Linked DNA regions of Mus musculus: region 2 is linked to region 1. The links are chromatin contacts, called in public promoter capture Hi-C maps. All regions are on one chromosome and are shown on one strand. The core of a region is the stretch at or near the end of the contact, and the rest is flanking DNA. Distances in the headings are between cores, read along the strand shown. Region 1 overlaps Ssbp3 (single-stranded DNA binding protein 3). Region 2 overlaps Tceanc2 (transcription elongation factor A (SII) N-terminal and central domain containing 2).

Region 1 (3,527 bases), core at 281-2,780:
TTGGCCTTGACTGGGCACCTAGAAAGTCCTGAGCAAAAGCTGCTGCCTAAGCAGGTGGTGGGGGTTGGAGGTGGGGGTGACCCCTCCAAGTAAATAATGTGAACTCAGGTGCAGACACAGAGCGGAAAGGGCTCCCACAGAAGAGCAATCCAGCAACTGGAGCGTTTGTACACACGTCCTAAAGGTCACAAGTTTCAGGCCTGCCTGGATAACACACAGTAAGGACTTGTTTCAAAATAAAGAGAAAATGAACTGAAGGTGTAGTCCAGTATTCAGGCACTCACTAGAGCATGCACGGGACCTGGTAAGATCCCCAGTTTAGAAAGACGAAACAGGCAGGGCACATTGGGCATGTCTTCATTCTGAGCACTCAGGATACGGAGGTGAGCATGGCTCTCCTGGCTCAGCTGGGCAAGATCCTGGTTCAAAACAGCAGATGGGGCGAGAAAATGGCTTAGGTGGTGATGTGTTTGTCATACATGAGGACCTGGCACCCATGGAGAAGCCAAACCCAGTGACACACACTTACACACAAACTCAGTGGCACACACTTAGAATACTAGCACTGTGGAGGCAGAAACAGAAAATCTGTAGTAGAATCAGCAAATTGAATCCAGGTTCAGTGAAAGAGCCCATCTCAAAGGAAGGTCAAGAGTACCTCCACCCGTGTACACACACATACATGAAAACACGCACCTGCATACCCCCCACAGCCCCCCACAGCCCCCAATCCACCATGCTGACTCGGTTTCTTCTTCCTTCTTAGGATCAGGTGACATAGATGGACTTCCAAAAGTGAGTGGCACTTGATGTCCCCTCCCTCGGTGTCATCCTGTGTGTTTGGTCAGGTTTGGGCAATATGGACTCACCTGCTCATGTCTTCCACAGAATTCTCCTAACAACATAAGTGGCATTAGCAATCCTCCAGGCACCCCTCGCGATGACGGCGAGCTAGGGGGGAACTTCCTCCACTCCTTCCAGAACGACAATGTAAGCCCCTGCCTGCCATACTGACCCCTCTAGTCCTTGGGTCCCAGTGGTCCCCTTAGGCCTAAGGGCTCCGTGACTGTGTGTCAGCCAGCTGTCTTTCACCTGCAGAGCCCCAGCCATTCATTGTTTTCTGCTCCCTGGTCCTTCCAGGGGCACTGTGTGGAGTGGGAGTCCTGGATTGAGTTGAGGCATGTGGCCTTCTCTGTCCATTCTCATTAATGAAAGCATTTTTCAAGGTCCCAGACTTTCCCCAGCCTACAATACCTTCAGGAACCCTGACTCGCTAAATCCAGTACCCTACTGTCTTGCTTCCCCCAACGAGCTGACTCCAAAGGATAAGAACTAGAGGCCATTTGTGCTGCCAGAGTTCCTGGCAAGGACTGGAACTGAGCTGGTCTCATAGGTGTCACCTAGCTCCTGCCTCCTTCCCCTGTCCCTACCTATTGTGCCACCAGGTTGGCTGGGGTCAGCACTGTGCAGTAAGCCTTCAGCAGGCTATTGGCCCATTGGCAAGTCCATGGCCTCCTCCCCTGATCCTCATCTGTGCTTTCCCTGCAGTATTCTCCGAGCATGACGATGAGCGTGTGACCCCCTCCGAGACGCTGGGAGCCAGCATTGCAGGCAGAAGATGCCAAGAATTATGCAAGAAGTGAGGTGTCCATACCAGGAGCTGGGGGAGGGCATCTCCTGCTCCCTCCACCCTCCCATTCACTCCCCCACCTTCCCCAATTTTAGTTTCATGCAATAAAAAGGCCAAACTTTTATTCCGTAAAACATGAAGGACAAAACTCAAAAATATATTTCAAGTCAACGGCCAGAAAACTCTCACCTTCTTCCCGCCCAAAAGGACCTTTCTGTACATGACACTTTTTGTTGGTTTTTTTGTTTGTTTGGGATTTTACCGTTGCTGGGATTTTAAATTTGTTTTTTTTTTCCCGGGGTGGGGGGTGTTCTTTGGGGGAATTTTTTTTTTAATGGAAGCTTCTAGCAAGCCCTATGCCCCACCCCAATCAACCTCTTTGCTTTCTTCTTTAAAAAAAGGAAAAAAGGAAAAAGAAAAAAAAGGAAAAAGAAAAAAAAGGCCAAAAAAAAAAAAAAAAAAGGAAGAAAACCCCACAAGCCCTGCTGTCTGTCCCCAAGTCCTACCACCAGAAAAGCTGGTCTAGGTGTGCAGTGTCACACTGACGTTGTAGCCATCTAAAATAATAATAATAAACTGGACAGTTTGCAATTGCTGGTTTATTTCAAAAGCTGTTTGGGGAAAAGGAACAGAAACCAACCCTTTCCACATGGGCCTTGGGGTTTGCAAAGCTGGGCGAGGAGATGCAGGTGTCAGCTTTGCTCTGGCTTGACTGGCCATCACAACACACTGGGCCAGAGGACCCAGAGCCTGCTGTCACCCAACAGAGACCATCGCTGTGATCCAGCGTACACACTGTTCCAGGATGGCTGCCTCTTCTCCAGACCTCTCGTGCCAAGCCACTGGGGCCTCCAGTCTTTCGATCCCCACCGTTTCCTGGCAAGAGTCCTGCTGGCTGGGTAGTGGCCCAGGCCAAGGAGGAGAGGCCCCGCCAACGGGATGACTACAATCTGGGCCATAGCCCTGACCTCCATATTCTGGTCCCGAGCTCCTCACATAGTGCGCACTGGCAGGGCAGGCTGAGGTTGTGGTTTTCTTTTTTTTCCTCCTGTTTGTCCTTTTTCAGAGATGGGTGTTGGTTGGAATTGCTCTGTATTTGCTTGGGACTGGATGGACAGACTTCGGCATTGCTGTGGGGGTGGGGGAGCACCAGCAACCAAACAGACACTGTTTCTGGTCCTGTTTTTATTTTCAAAAACCGATGAACCTGATGATGGAGCCTGTCCCCTCCGAGGAGGGGTGACTTGGCTGCCCTGGCCTCTCCCCGTGGCAACCTTTGTGTCTTGCCCCGGAAGACACTGAGTTCATTGTACATGTACACCCTCTGCGCCCTGCCCACCCTTGTAGCTGGTCTTTGTTTTCTTACCTCCCCTTTCTGACCCATGTATATCATATTATGTGAGATACCATCTGCCTGAAAAAAGACCTTGTGCGGATTCTTGGGAACATTGTAGCTGTTTCTGTGTTTTTTCTTACCTTGTAGTCTGGTTCTGAATTATGAGAGGAAAAAAAAAGTAATTATGATACATTGTAGTTTGTGTACGATATATGTTGATAACGTTTTATTAAAGGGACATCTTTTTTCCGCAGCCCTTCCTGACATACTTGTGGGGACCCGGGTAGGAGCTGATGGTACCGATGAGGAAGGAGACGCTGTACCCGGTGCCGAGTACAGTTGCCTTGGGAGGGGTTTGGGACAGATGGAGGCTATCCTTACTCAGGCTGAGGCAGCTGTAGTCTTCTGGCTTGCAGTCACATCTTACCTTCCAAAGCTTTGCTTGTACAAGTCAAGAACGGTCCCCAAAGACTGTTTTCTCTACAGGTGGTGGGCAGACAGCAAGGTGGCCTTCCCACATTCCTACCTTCTTCCAGAGGCCAAATTTGTTAACTTCCCATG
Region 2 (3,334 bases), core at 121-2,620, 92 kb after region 1:
CAAATGAACCCCGAGGTGCAGGGAGGCTTCAGGCCAGCTCCTCATTAGAGGCCTCAGCATGGGGGCTCAGGAGCCCCTCCCCGAAGGTCTTCCAGGGAGAGCTGAAAGGCTCAGATAAGTGAGCGGTGGCAAGCAGGGCTGGTCGCAGGCTCCAGTGGGCTCACCCCTGGGGTAGAGCAAAGAGAGCAGACGGGAGTTCTGAGAGGCTTCGGAGCTGTCTAAACTCAGGGGGCTGGAACCGCGTGAGGAGCAGCGGTAATTGAGTTTCAGTTACCTGCAGGGTGGCGAAATAAAGTGGTAACTTCATCTGCTGACATGGGGGAGTTTAGAGGTGTCCTTGGCAAGCTCACAGTGAAACCTGTCACCCTTCCATTGTGCTGGGTGATGGTGACTGGATGGCACTTCCCAGTGACAGCCCCGTTCATCCCGTCAGGCAGCGCCAGCGCAAGGCAGCTAATGAAGCCGCCCCCACAGGCCTATCTCCCAGGGCTCCCCACGTTCTGTCTGAAGGAATGGCACCATGGGAATATCCAGCACAGCCAACATCCGCATCACCCAAACTCAAAAGAGGCTTTGAATGGTGGCGCGAGGCCCGGTGCTGGGCCCGTCCCCGGGTCACTTTTTGTGGGTCTGTACAAACGTGCCGACCGGCAGCGCTCCGCTCTTCACCTGCTCCCGGATCTCAGCTCGGTGCTTTAATGTGAAGACCAGAGCGCGTACCGTCCTCCGGTAGGGCCCGTTAATGAGCCGGGAGCAGAGATGAAACGTTTCCCGCTCAATATTTTCAACCAGTAGGTGATCCATCTGAAAAACAGCAAAATTATCAAATTAGGGCCTTGCGTTGCATAAGGATTAAAGCAAGAGAGGCTGGCGCTCTCTGCTCTGGGGCTTCCATTAATCAACTGAAATTCAAGGACATCTACTTCCTGTCACAAGAGAAACAGGAAGAGCAAATTAATTCCACCCTGGCAATTAAGGAACAAGGCCATGTGCTTTGTGACAGGGACCTCATTCACAGCCCCTGCCGGGTGGTAATATTTGCCATTATAACAGGAAACCGGCACCAGGCCCTGTGCTTTACCAACCAGGAAGCGGGGGCCCAAGGATAATAAATCAGAGTGACGATGCGTACCTCTTTGTTTTAAACGTGCCTTTTAACTTCATATAACATCTTAGATGTGCTGGTCTGGACCCTGGGATGCTTACAGAGCAGTTTATAAATCATGCTCATGTTTAATATTCGTAACTGATTATCACGTTTTACATCTGAGGAGGAGTTTCACAACTGAAGGGGCAGGGCTGGACACAGCCTGACTCCAGAGTTCAAGCATTCTTCCCTTCAGCAGAGACACTCCTTGGCTGAGTCTGGATGGGGAAGCCAACCGGACAGGGTCTCTAACAGTGCGGGTGATCTGCCCCAGGTCCAGGCCAGGCCGAGGTCATAGACCTAATCAAGGGCAGCCTCTGTGGCTGGTCAGGGACTTCCAACCAAGCCCACTTTTCCAGGCCCACCTCCTAGTAGCCAGGGCTGCCTTTCCCTAGGAATCACTCTGCTGGTTTATGTCAATTTAACACCAGGTAGTCATCTGAAGGAGGGAGCTTTAACTGAAAATGTCTGCGGAAGGTCAGGCTGCAGGCAAGTCCGTATGGCCTGCCTGCCTGCCTGCCTGCCTGCCTGTCTCTCTCCCGCCCTCCCTTCCTCCCTCCCTCCTTTTTTGTTTTTTAAAGAAAGGGTTTCTCTGTGTAGCTCTGGCTGTCCTGGAACTCATTCTGTAGACCAGGCTGGGCTCACACTCAGATCTGCCTTCCTCTGCCTCTGCCTCCCAAATGCTGGGATTAAAGAAAGGCATATGCCACCACACCTGGCTGTAGAGCATTTTCTTATTTTGTGGTAAGGCCTAGTCCACTGTGGGTAGTACCACTCTGGGTTGGTGGTCCTAGGTTCTGTAAGAAAGCAGGGTGAACAAGCCAGGGGAGGCAAGCCAGTAAGCAGCACCCCTCCATGGCCTCTGTGTCTCCTGCCTCTGGGTTCCTGCCCTGCTTGAATTCTTGCCTTGGCTTCCCTAAGTGAACTGTAATTCAGGGTGTTTCATCACAGCAACAGTAATCCTAACCAAGACACTCTGCTATGTTGGTATGTCAAGTTTAAGCAACCCCTACTCCAACACACACACACACACACACACACACACACACACACACACACACACACACAGGGAAAATAAAAAAACCTTAGTGCAAAGACTGAGAGTTCTTTAGGCTGCAACAATGTCCTCAGCGTTCCTTGATCACTGTCACAATACACTGCAGTTCCCCTGGTAAAACATCCTTCCAAATTGGAATCCTATTTACTTATGTACTGACTGGTGCTGGACACTGAACTGGGAACCTTACACGTGCTAGGCACAGGCTCCAGCACTGAGTTGTAGTCACAGCCCAGACCAGTTCATTTCTCTCTCTTCAGCCCTTCTTAGGCACTTAGTGTGGCCACGACACCCGGCTCAGTAAGAGTTTCTATTGCTGTGACAAACACCGAGACCAAAGCAACTTGGACGAGGAAAGCGTTTATTTGGCTTAGGCTTCCACATCATTGCTCATCATCAAAGGAAGTCAGGAACCTGGAGGCAGAAGCTGGTGCAGAGACCATGGAGGAGTGCTGCTTACTGGCTTGCACGCCCGTCTTCCTTCTATCACCCAGGATGAAATCCATTAGTTACCAAATGCTAAGGTTTGCTTAGCTTCATGTGCAAGGAAGCTTTTATAAAAAGGGGGCGTGGTTATCAAAGGAAGAGGGCATGCTTCTGTTTCCACAACAGGTCACAGCCATGCCATGGGAATGAAGTACACACACACACACACACACACACACACACACACGCACATTCAGATAGCTTTGACATTCAGATAGCTGGACCCTCATATATGCACCATTCAGCAGTCACTACTCTCTCAGGTCTGATCTGGGGGATCCAGCGCAAAAGATCCTATTCTCCTCTGGACACTCACAGCATAGAAAGATGGCACGTTCTCAGACATCATGGCGGTAGTGCCTTTGATCCCAGCACTCAGGAGGCAGAGGTAAGCAGATCTCTGAGTTTGAGGCCACCAGCCTGGTCTACACAGTGAGTTCCAAGACAGCCAAGGCTACACAGAGAAACCCCTGTCTAGAAAATACCACCACCACCATCAGAGAGCAAGAGAAGAGAGGCTATGTAACATATATAGATAACGTAGGGCATCATAGATAACCACAGGGCATGAGCGCCAGGCACAGTGGTGTATATCCTAACTCTTAGGAGACCAAGGCAAGACAAGCCAGTTCAAGACTAGCCTG

The links. Capture Hi-C pulls out chosen DNA fragments and counts their contacts.
Region 2: a contact with region 1 is called in a promoter capture Hi-C map of adipose tissue. The contact joins two enhancer-like sites. A contact is called at or near these places in 4 of 39 promoter capture datasets (fetal liver, frontonasal cranial neural crest, hematopoietic stem and progenitor cells and 1 more), 6 of 484 Hi-C or Micro-C datasets (the G1E-ER4 cell line, brown adipocytes, embryonic stem cells and 3 more), 1 of 115 datasets of contacts at active chromatin or transcription factors (embryonic stem cells) and 3 of 9 other capture datasets (adipose tissue, liver and pancreatic islet).

The regions. Positions count from the first base shown.
Region 1 is chr4:107,046,476-107,050,002 of GRCm38.p6, forward strand. It overlaps Ssbp3 (single-stranded DNA binding protein 3), which reads left to right. Exons shown (of 18, transcript NM_023672.2): 16 at 767-795; 17 at 889-990; 18 at 1,549-3,219. The coding sequence ends at 1,578. Among named protein-coding and RNA genes, the nearest start is that of Mrpl37, 19 kb to the right of the region's middle. Within about 2 kb of position 1,531, at least 27 of the 459 cell types and tissues checked have an H3K27ac peak or open chromatin away from gene starts, as enhancers often do. A contact at or near this core is called in adipose tissue, where this site is marked.
Region 2 is chr4:107,138,996-107,142,329 of GRCm38.p6, forward strand. It overlaps Tceanc2 (transcription elongation factor A (SII) N-terminal and central domain containing 2), which reads right to left. Exons shown (of 5, transcript NM_025617.2): 5 at 1-804. The coding sequence ends at 616. Among named protein-coding and RNA genes, the nearest start is that of Tceanc2, 38 kb to the right of the region's middle. Within about 2 kb of position 1,371, at least 44 of the 459 cell types and tissues checked have an H3K27ac peak or open chromatin away from gene starts, as enhancers often do. A contact at or near this core is called in adipose tissue, where this site is marked.